Linked DNA regions of Sus scrofa: region 1 is linked to region 2. A link is a contact called in public Hi-C data. All regions are on one chromosome and are shown on one strand. Each heading gives the region's core, a stretch centred on a gene start, on an enhancer-like site or on the middle of the called end of the contact. The rest is flanking DNA. Distances are from core to core; before and after follow the strand shown.

Region 1 (5,063 bases), core at 201-2,700, 81 kb after region 2:
GGAGGAGAGCCCTCTGGGGATGTGGTCGTGGCTCCTCCCGCCCGGCCCTGGAGCCTGAAGTCTATGAGGAGTGGGCATCACCGCTTGCAGAGACACTCACATGACTGTTGACAGTAAATCAAGTTTATTTGTGTTCACAGAACATACTGGGCGACCCCACAGCCGCCCTCTGACAGCCCACTCACCCCCGCAGCCACCCCTTGGGGGCAACTTCAAGGAGATCGAAGGCCAAGGACAATATTTCCACGGTCCCCCGAAGCCTCACATAGTAGAGCCGAGAGTTCAGATGCTGGAGGACCTAAAGTGTCACCCGCTAAACCTAGGACCCACCACCGTCTTCGATTCCCAGCCCGGACCCGAGTTTTCTCCATCCCTCTCCCACCCTCCCTCAGTTCTGGTGCTTGCCTCCACCAATCCCACAGAACTCAATAAATACCCAGAGATCTGCACTTGCAGCAGGGAGCACATCTCGCTCCGCAGCATAAGTTAAAATAAATATTAGGTGCCCCCCTCCATCACCTAGGGGGACATACATAAATACATATAAATATTATTAGGAGCAATGAGAAATAAATTAACAACAGTCTTCCTCCCCATCCGGCCCAGCCCCAGCGTGTCGGTGCCTGTCTCTCCCAGGCTCCCAGGGCGGGCGTCTCCGCTGTAGTGTTCTGAGTGTGAGTTGCCTCAGGAGTCCCAGTTTGGGATACGCTCTTGCGCACCAGGTACACCCGGTGTTTCCTTGTGTTTTCAGATTCTTTTGGGGGTGTGGGCAGTCAGGGTTAGAAAGCGGCTGGGTGTTGCTGGAGAAAAGTGCTGAGGTCCAAAGCGTAGTCCGAGGGCTCCGAGGTCAGATTAAGGGCTCAAGAACTGGGGGCGCAGCGGTGGGCGCGGGGGATGGGGCGCTGGGGGTGTCTTCAGGGGCCAGGGGTGCCGACACACCCTCTTCAGCCATCAGGATCTGACAGAAGACGATGGTAAGCAGGAGAAAGAGTAGCTTTTTGGCAGGGTTCGGATCCTCGACTGGCAGCTGGCGCCGGACCTGAGGGGAGATGACAAAAGGGGGTTAGGTCAGGGCCCCGGCATCCAGTGGTTTACCCTGCTCTTCCCCCGGGCTGTCCGCTTCGCCGACACTCACCACTCGTGGGTAGAGGACCCGACGGCTGCGCTTTCGGAGCCCGCGGGAGGCGCTGGGGCGCGCGGCGGGGGCCACCGCGGGCTCCGGGAGAGGATCGAAGGTGAATATCTCGGGACCAGAGCCTCGCCGGGGCACCGGGCTGGTGGAGGGGGCCGGGGTCGGGGCCCGCAGGATGGTCATGGTAGGGAGAGAGCTGCGAGAGTGACACATTGTGCGCCGAGCTGAACAGAAGGACGACTGGCCCCACAGCCCCGCCGCGCCAGTTATGTACTCGAGCATGGGCGGGCCCTTACTCAACTCCACCCGCGGCTGAGAGCGGTTGGCCGGGCGGCTGGAAATTCCGACGGTTAAGCAAAGGGAGGGGGTGGAGAGTTGGCCAGGGTCAAGGAAGGCCTCAAGTGTGTGTTGTGAGTTGTGAGTGGAGGCGGGTGAAATCCCGGGCTGTGGACACATGTGGGGACATGTAGCAGCTGGAGAGGTGCCCACAGACTGTTTGAGATGGTTCAGCCACAAGCCCCATCTCTGGGGAGGCAGGAAGGCTTAAATAAGGAAGTCTGGCCATTCTGCTACAATATTGACCCAACAAAAGAACCACAGTTACACATGCACATTCACACGTCTGTGGGGATTAAGAGGCAAGTCACTACAGAAATAGCCAAAAAGCCTAAGGGAAACCAATACACTGGCACACACACACCACACTGCAGAGGCAGAAAAATTTCTCCTTTGGCTGGTCTAATAATTAAATTGACATAGGATAGATTAACAAGAGAAAACAAATTTAATTGCATGCTTACAGGAGCCCATGAAGACTTGAGATTCAAAGGCAGTCATTCAGTTGAGGTTTATAAACCATCCAGAGCTAAGGAATGAGATAGGGACCTGGGGCTTGAAGGGGAGGTAGGTAATTCACAGGAGGATGTTTGCTAATTAGATGTTTGCCCTGCCAAGCAGGTAAATCTTGCAGATGAAAGCTATCTCTCCCTGGGTCAGGCCCCCTACTTAAGTTATTTAGGCAGTTAAGGGAGAGGTAAAAAGCTTTTCCAGAGTCTGTTGATCTTGATTGCCTTCTGCTCAAAATAATCCGCATGCTCCAAAGAGGCACATTTTGGGGTGACATATTCTGCTACCCTTCAATATACACACAACACACACACGCATACACAGAACAAAGGTGCAGACACCACACAGGGGCAACCCAGCAATGTGCACAAATGTTCATACATGGCTGGAGCAGAGGACACAAAATACAAAGGCAAGAAGTTAGTAGCCACCCGGATTTAAGTTTATGTGAGGAACATTTAAACTGCGAGACATTTTGCAAATGTGGTAATGACAATAACTCGAGAACTGACACATTTTCTTTAACTGCCTTAGAAATAGCTGTTCACGGACACAGAATATAACATCTTTTGAGCATTCATGGAGCCAGGCTTCCTGTTAAATGGTACTGTTGAGTACCAAGGGGAGTTTCCTCATGTGTGCTGGGGAGCCGGGCATGCCAGATGCCAGGAGAACTACTGTTCATGTCTGTCTAATCAATCAGGCGAGGCTTCAGGGAATAATGGCATTTGAAAGGACCTTGAACAGTGGGGGGGATACCACAGAGTCAGATGTGGAAGATGACTGAGAAAGAGAATGGAATCAGCAAAGGCCTTGAGCGGAAAAGTACAGGATGTGTTTGGGGAATCATAAGAAAAACAATCTCATGGTGAGTTTCCAGTAAAGGAATAGTGGTAAAACTGAGCAGGACCCTGTGGGGCTCTCCTGGGTACAAAAGCCTTCCCATGTCCCCTGTTTCCTGTTTGTAGGGAAAAGGCTTCAGCCTCCTAGACCTTCCCTGGGTTCCAAAGGGCAGATTCAGAGAATTACTAATTAGGGAAGGCAGGGAATGCAGAAGCAGAGGAGGAGCAGTCAAGAAACAACAGTGCAGAGAAAACACAGGGTCCTGTGTATATTCCTCAAGAGATATACATAAAATATACCTTTGAGTTCTTCCGCAGGTACTAAGGCGCCACACAGGTGGAGGCTGGTAACCTCAGGCAGAGACAGGATTCCTGGAGCACCGCCCTGTTACGTCATTGACAACCAGCAGAAGAAAGTACACACCCTGTAGCCCTCACCCCAAATTTTGTCTTTCAAAACTTCCCCTTGGAGTTCTCTGTTGGCCTAGAGGTTAACGATTGTCACTGCTGTGGCTTGGGTTCCATCCCTGGCCTGGGAGCTTCCTCATGCTGCTGGTGTGGCCAAAAACCAAACAAGCAAACAAAAACCCCAATAAACTCTTCTCTGGAAACCATCCGGTGAGCACGAACCACCCATTCTCTTTGCTTGGCACTCACAATAAACCTTTCTCTGCTTCAAACTCTGATGTTTCCGTTTGTTTGGCCTCACTGTACCTTGGGTGCACGAATTTGGGCTCAGTAACAGCGGGAAGTGATGATGGCTGGACAGGAATTAGGAGGTGGGGAGAGCTTAGCAGTTAGGCCAGAGGACTGGGGACTGGGTTTGATGCTAAACTGTGGAGCTTGTGGGTCATGGGATGACGTCAAAGGAGGGCAAGTTCTAAGCTGGGAACTGCGTGGGACTGAAATAAGCAGGAACGCTGTGGGGCTCCCAGGTACAAAAGCTTTTCTGTGTCCCCCATTTCTTGTTTGAAGGAAATAGGCTTCATTCAGCCTCCATGACCTTCTCTGAGTTCCAAAGGGCAGGTTCAGACAGTTGCTCATCAGGGGATGGAGAGACAGTCAAGAAACAGCCTTGGGGCAGGATACATATAACAATATCTTTGAGCCTTTCTGCAGTTCTAACCCCCCCTCGCCCATGAATAGATGTTAACTACTTTATGAAGCATTCTTCATTTCAGAAAGAAGGTCAAGGTGAAAGAGCCTCAAGGACCACCAGAACCTGTCCTGGACTGCCTGACACCAGCTTTGAAGAAGAATGCAAGCTTGCATCTAGCCTGATCCTTATCTGTGGCACTATTTTCCACTCCCAAACTAGAAGACCCTTTCCTATTTTCTCCCAAAGGAGGGCACAGTCTTTAGGGTATTAGCCTGCTGTGGCCTCCTTTGCCTGGCAAGGCAATAAAAGCTGGTCCTATCTACTTTGCCCAAAACTCTGTATCCATGTTTCTATTTGGCACCAGTGAATAGAGGCTGAATTTGGCAATGGGATGAGAAATATGGGGACACACTGAGGGAGAGACAGGATACTATTGGAGAGGTTCAGATAGAAAGCAACAAGGGCCTGAAATGGCCATGACGCAGGGACCAAGAAGAAGAGTGGCTATAAGAGACATTCCTAGCATAAGATGACCAGAATTTAGTAATAAGATTTTTATCATAGAATCAGGGAGCATGGAAAGCAGGGGTGCTGGCAGCAAGAGATGAGGAGATCAAAACTGACTCCAGGGATTTGAAATACATCTGACACAGAGCTCTGTTCCAGATCATACTACGCCTGGTGCCCAGGATAAGCACATGTACGAACTCTTCCATCAGAGGCATCACACAGGTTTTTGTGTCTGCCATAGAACCAAGCAGGGTGCTTTGCATGTAGTGGCTGTTGAATAATCTTTTTTTTTTTTTTTTTTTTTTTGTCTTTTGTTTTTTGTTGTTGTTGTTATTGTTGCTATTTCTGGGCCGCTCCCGCGGCATATGGAGGTTCCCAGGCTAGGGGTTGAATCGGAGCTGTAGCCACCAGCCTACGCCAGAGCCACAGCAACGTGGGATCCGAGCCGCGTCTGCAACCTACACCACAGCTCACGGCAACGCCGGATCGTTAACCCACTGAGCAAGGGCAGGGACCGAACCTGCAACCTCATGGTTCCTAGTCGGATTCCTTAACCACTGCGCCACGACGGGAACTCCTGTTGAATAATCTTGATAACGAAAGATGAAATACAGAACTCTAAACGCACATATAG
Region 2 (5,274 bases), core at 2,005-4,504:
CAACCCTTACCCCCTCCCCACCCCGAGAGACCTGGCAGAGACCCCTCTTCCTGAGAACCCCCAACCTGATCTCCCATCACAGCCCCCAGGACCTAGGGGAACCTGACAGAGCCCATGGCATTCCCCCTTCCCTGTCTTGGACAACTGGGTTGTCAGGGTCCCAGCTGGCCTGATACCTTCTAGCTTTTCACAGAAAGCACCCCTCCTCTCCTGACCTGGGCTCTCTACACTCTCCCACACACAGCCTGACCTGCCGCCAGCCTCTTCATTGGGCGGCTCTACTAACTACCCAGAGAAGCACACTCTTGCTTGCTGTCAGATTCTAGAACACCATGGAAGGTCCAAGGGCCTCCTCTGCCAGGGAAACCTTTTAAATTTAGAGTCTTGTCCATGGAATAAGTCCCATAGTCTCTCTACACTGTCTGCTGGTAGCTCTAATACTGCTTTGTGCTACCGACCACAGCCACCATCTCCACCTGCTGACAGCCGCCAGTGAATGAGCCCTGCTGAGAGCAGTCCAGTCAGGTAGGACAGGGACCTACCAACTCCCCAGAGGGATCACTCAACATTGCCAAACACTTAATTTCCACATGTTCTGTGTATGTGTCAGGGGACCCCCAAGCTTATGTCTGCTTTGGGCCTCTAAAGACTCGCCACACTTTTAACAGACACCACCACTTCCCCCAGATCCAGGTTCTGTAAGGGAGTTTGCTTCTTGGCGTCAATCCCAGCCAGCACCCCAGGGTCACTCTTGGCCGAGTTCCAGAAGCTAAGCCTGAGTCTCCAGGCTCTATTAGCTTCTGGAACACCCTCTTGCAGCCATCCCTCCCCGGAAGCTAGATGCCGATAGATTCCTGTCTCGTGAGATTGTCTTGAGATGAGGCGGGGGAGCTCTTCCCCTAGCCTTCCTTCCTTCCTCCATAGCAAGAGCCTTCCTCCCTGCTCCACACCCAGAGTGGACAACACCCTTCCCTCTCCCGACCCTCTGAATGTGTGCTAGATCAGGTACCCCTGCTGTGTTCCCCCAAATCCTTGGGAGCAGGATCTCCCTCTCTTCTGACTCACCCCTCCTTTTTCTTCTTCCTCTCAGTGTTGTCTGAATAAAGTGTGAATTCTTTTGTGTTTTTTAAATGGACATTTTCAATGAAAAAACTTCAAAAAAAAAAAAAAACCCCAAACCTTTAAGGTCTCAGCCTCATTTGTACGTCACCCCTTATTTTCCACCCCTTATTTTCCTGGGATCTCAGGACCTCTGTCCCTCTCTCTTCCTCACCTCTCAGATCTGCAGATCTTCCAGCAAGGAGTCTCAGAGTCCCTTTTGCAGGATCTGGTGTCTTCATTGCTGGATCTTCTGCAGATTCTGTCTCTTCTACTGTAGTCACTGGATCCCACTGTTGCAGGCATCTACATCTACTGCTCCATCCTCTGCAGAAACCTCTAGCTCTCCCTGATAACTCCTACCCTTTACCCAAGGCTAGCCCTTGCTGAGATGTTAAGATTTACCAATGCCTCTGGAATCCACTAATTGCCTCCTGACAACAGTCCCCTAATTGTTTCCTGGATTCCTGTTCCCACTCTGATTTCCTGGCCTCTCTCTCACTAAACCCTTGGATCTCTTTCTCAAGATAATCCTTGTCCTCCTAAATTCATCCTTGTCACTCCCTGTTTCCCTCCGGCTGAGGTATCTGATAATTAAGGTAACCATGTTTTCCAAACCAAACATCAGGGCACCTGGTCCAACAAAATTTTTTTTGCCTATATTTGTATCTGTTTTTATGATATGATTTAGATCACATTTAGCCTTACTTTTAACACATTACCTCAATCAGAAATAAAAAAGCAGCAAATCAGGACTGCTCCAGGAAATCTTGGGGTATAAAGTGAGCTCCCTTCCCTTCTTTGGGACACAACTTAGATTAAAGCCCCATAGGAATGATGACCACCCCTCCCTCTATTCCTATGCTGTTGCTTTTATTCTTCTCCTCTTAATTCCTCCGTACCCACCCATATTTCATCCTGTGGCCCTCTTCCCCATCATCTCACATTTCTTCTACAGGGGGACTCCCCCAGGGCTGGTAGCCCAAAGCTGCTGTTATAGCCGCCATGGGCAGGTGAATTCCTCACCCCCCAATACAGGTAAGTTACTCATCTTCTTACCCTCAAATCAAGGCCATATTCACAACCTCCTCCAGACTTCCCATACACATGCCTGGTATTTCCACAGGCAGCCAAGAACTGAAGCAGGGGGAGCAGGAAACAGAGAATAGGTGAGGTCTGAGCCCCTCCCCTACCAGCCTCCCACCGCCTCAGACTTCTTTCCCAACATCACTCTCGGCTGCTTCCTCCTAAATCTCACTCTGAATTGAGTATCAGTTCCTCCCACAAAGCCTTTGACCTAACATCCTACAAGCCTCTTTCCCCCTAGGTTCAACTTCACTGCTTCCCTTTGGCGTTCTCTGAGGGGTTTCAAGTTGGGACATAGCACTAATGGTTCCAGCCTCATACCCCATCACATGTCCTTTACACTAGACCGACAGACTTTGAAGAAGCTGTGATATTAATTCTCACTGTGTACCCCGGTAACCCACTCTCTATCTCCCTCCCCGCCTACTAGGTCTGCCAGTGAGGAGCAGGTCTTGTCACAGGATGGGTCTGGGGAAGAACCCTTGCACACAGTTCCTCCACAGGCCCAGGCTCCACCAGCCCGGTCCTGGACAATGGGTGGGGACATGTTCAACGCCAGGTTCATTCGAAACTTGCAGGAAAGTCGCAGTACCAGGCCTTGGTGACCACAGCTCCCTCTCACACCTTTAAAGTCAGTATTATTTCTCTCTCACACACAGGACGTAGCCAAAGCTTACCCTCACAGTGGATATATCCATCCTTTCATTCATTGGACAGGCGTTCTTATCAGTGCCAAGTCATTTGTATCTTATTTTTAACCACAGAAATAAAGTATTTATTTTTATCACAAGAGTTAATGAAAAATGCGACTGTCATTATTTCAAACCCACCCCTCATTCGTGGCACACCCTGCTCAGCCCCATCATCTCCGACTTTTGCGCAAGCGCCGCAGGTGAGAGCCTTGCTCAAGGCCGCTAATCCACTGCGCAAGCGCTCTTGAGGCAGCCTCCGATCCGGCTAGCGCAGGCGCACTTACTGCAGATCAGCGCCTCACCGCCTCCCTGGAACCCGCCGCAGTGCGCAAGCGCGCAACATCTCGGTTTCCCTCCCCTCAGTCCCTCACCCCCCCTCCTTTCCCCTTCAAGAAGCCGGCTCCGGGGCGCGCTCACCCCTGTGAGGAGGCCGGAGACCGGACACCAGAGGCGCTCTCTCCACTCCCGGAAGATCATGTACCAGCCCAGCCGGGGGGCGGCCCGGCGTCTCGGCTCCTGCCTCCGTGCCTATCAGGCTCGTCCCCAGGTGAGAGCAGAGAGGAAGCGGGAGGGGAGGGGAGAGGAGGGGGCGGGGAGAGACCCTCCTCAGAGCCGGGGCGGAGCGCGCGTCCCGTTCTGCGCAGGCGCGGTGACGTCCCACTATTCCTTCCCACCTGTGCCCAGCGGCGCGTGGAGGGGCGAGGGGTCGCGGGGACGCGAGGTTGGCGTCGCCAGCCCTGATGCGCAATGGGCTGCGCGTTTTCCCGGGTCTGCGGAGGCAGGCGGGGTTGAAGCTGGGGCGGCGGGGCTCGTCCGCATTTCGCCCGCGTCTCTGCGGTTACCTGTGTCTGGAGGTGATTTGAAGGGCAGGGGGCGGAGAGGTTCGCGTTGCCGCCCAGGAGCCGACCAGACGGACCTGCGGGCCGCGCTGTGCAGCCCGCGCATCTTGCACCCGGATAGCGGTCCCGGCGGGAAGGCCGGCCCAGGTGGACCCGGTTCAGGCCCCTGCGCCTGGGCGGGCAAGATGGCCACGCCCCCGGCGGAGACGGCGCCACCGGGACACGGTCGGGGACGGAGGTACCTGCGCGGCCCGCCCGTCCCCCCCTAGATAATGAGACCCCTAGAGGTTTTCTTGGGAGCTTAGGCCTGATTTGGGGTAACCTCCCCCTTATTGATGTTTCACCGTCAGTAAACCAGGTCCATCCAGCCTTTAACAGTCTCCTGGGCTTTTCCGTGTCATTAGAGGAGCCCAGATGATGAGCTTACATTTATATATTGCTTTACAGGAGGCAGTTTTATTTATATTTATTATCTCATATAGTCCTCATAATAACTCTGTGGCTTCACAGTTCTCGTTTATAGGACATTTAATGGAAACTCAGGCTTAGGGAATGAGAGTGCCTGAAGGTTGCATACAGAATTGGAACTCAAGTCTCCTAGTTCCAGTTGGATGTTCTTTTCTCTATACATCTGCCTCACACACTCGTGGAGCTGTGTTACAGGCCACATCATTTTATCTATGAGACCTGTTAATTCATTCATTTGGTCATTCTTCAAATGTGGATTCTTGCACATTTGAGAGAGGCAAACTTGCCCCCAAATAATGTTGAAATCTTAAATCTAAAGTTAATTGCTAATGTTTGGGAGAGGCATTTGTACTTTTGTCACAAGAAAGTGTTTCCTCTTAAGTAGAGATGGAGATGAATTTTTCCTCTAGTAATTCCATCTCGTGTCAGGAAGAGCAAGTGGGATCGGAAGCGTGTTAACGGGCAGTTTGGATGGAGGGGCATTATGTAGCTGCATTTTTATCTTTCTCCCTTTTTTTCTCCTCCCTAGGACCAGCTTTCTCCAAGGGCTCTACCATTCCCACCCCTTTGGCCCCACTCCACCACAACCATTTCTCCATCTTTGCCTCTTCTCTGGTCTCCCCCACCGCCACGCCCTCCCACCCAGCCTCTTCCCCGAGCTCCCTCACTACCCCTCCCTCAGGTCCAAGCCCTCACCTCACCATGGGTGGTTCAGCCCCCAGGACAGGTGGAGGAGGGACCAGGACCCGAGTTACATAGCGGCTGCCTGGATGGGCTTAGGAGCCTATTTGAGGGACCTCCCTTCCCCTGTCCTGGGGCTCTGATACCTTTCCAAGCCCCTGGGACCGCCCACCCTTCCCCTGCCACTCCTTCAGGAGATCCAAGTATGGAGGAGCACCTGGCTATCATGTATGAGAGACTGAGACAAGAGGTAAGTTGGGTCAAAAGCAGTCTTTAGGAGTTCTTGCTGTGGTGCAGTGGGTTAAGAATCCAACTATAGTGGCTTGGGGTCACTGTGGAGGTGTGGGTTTAAGCCTGGCCAGTGCAGTGGGTTAAAGGTACTGGTGATGCCGCAGCTGCCGCCTGGATTC

The links. A called contact is a pair of places that touch in the nucleus more often than the background predicts.
Region 1: a Hi-C map of liver shows a contact between it and region 2, with 2.8 times the contacts expected there. The contact joins the promoter of IER3 here to the promoter of C7H6orf136 in region 2. A contact is called at or near these places in 1 of 5 promoter capture datasets (fetal liver), 12 of 47 Hi-C or Micro-C datasets (alveolar macrophages, blood, embryonic fibroblasts and 7 more) and 2 of 2 datasets of contacts at active chromatin or transcription factors (alveolar macrophages and skeletal muscle).

The regions. Positions count from the first base shown.
Region 1 is chr7:23,265,455-23,270,517 of Sscrofa11.1, forward strand. IER3 (radiation-inducible immediate-early gene IEX-1) reads right to left here and starts at 1,451. Exons shown (of 2, transcript XM_001927551.4): 1 at 1,136-1,451; 2 at 106-1,039. The coding sequence starts at 1,414. The coding sequence ends at 848.
Region 2 is chr7:23,182,476-23,187,749 of Sscrofa11.1, forward strand. C7H6orf136 (chromosome 7 open reading frame, human C6orf136) reads left to right here and starts at 3,255. Exons shown (of 6, transcript NM_001243459.1): 1 at 3,255-3,423; 2 at 4,713-5,114. The coding sequence starts at 3,352. It also overlaps a transcript of ATAT1 not described here.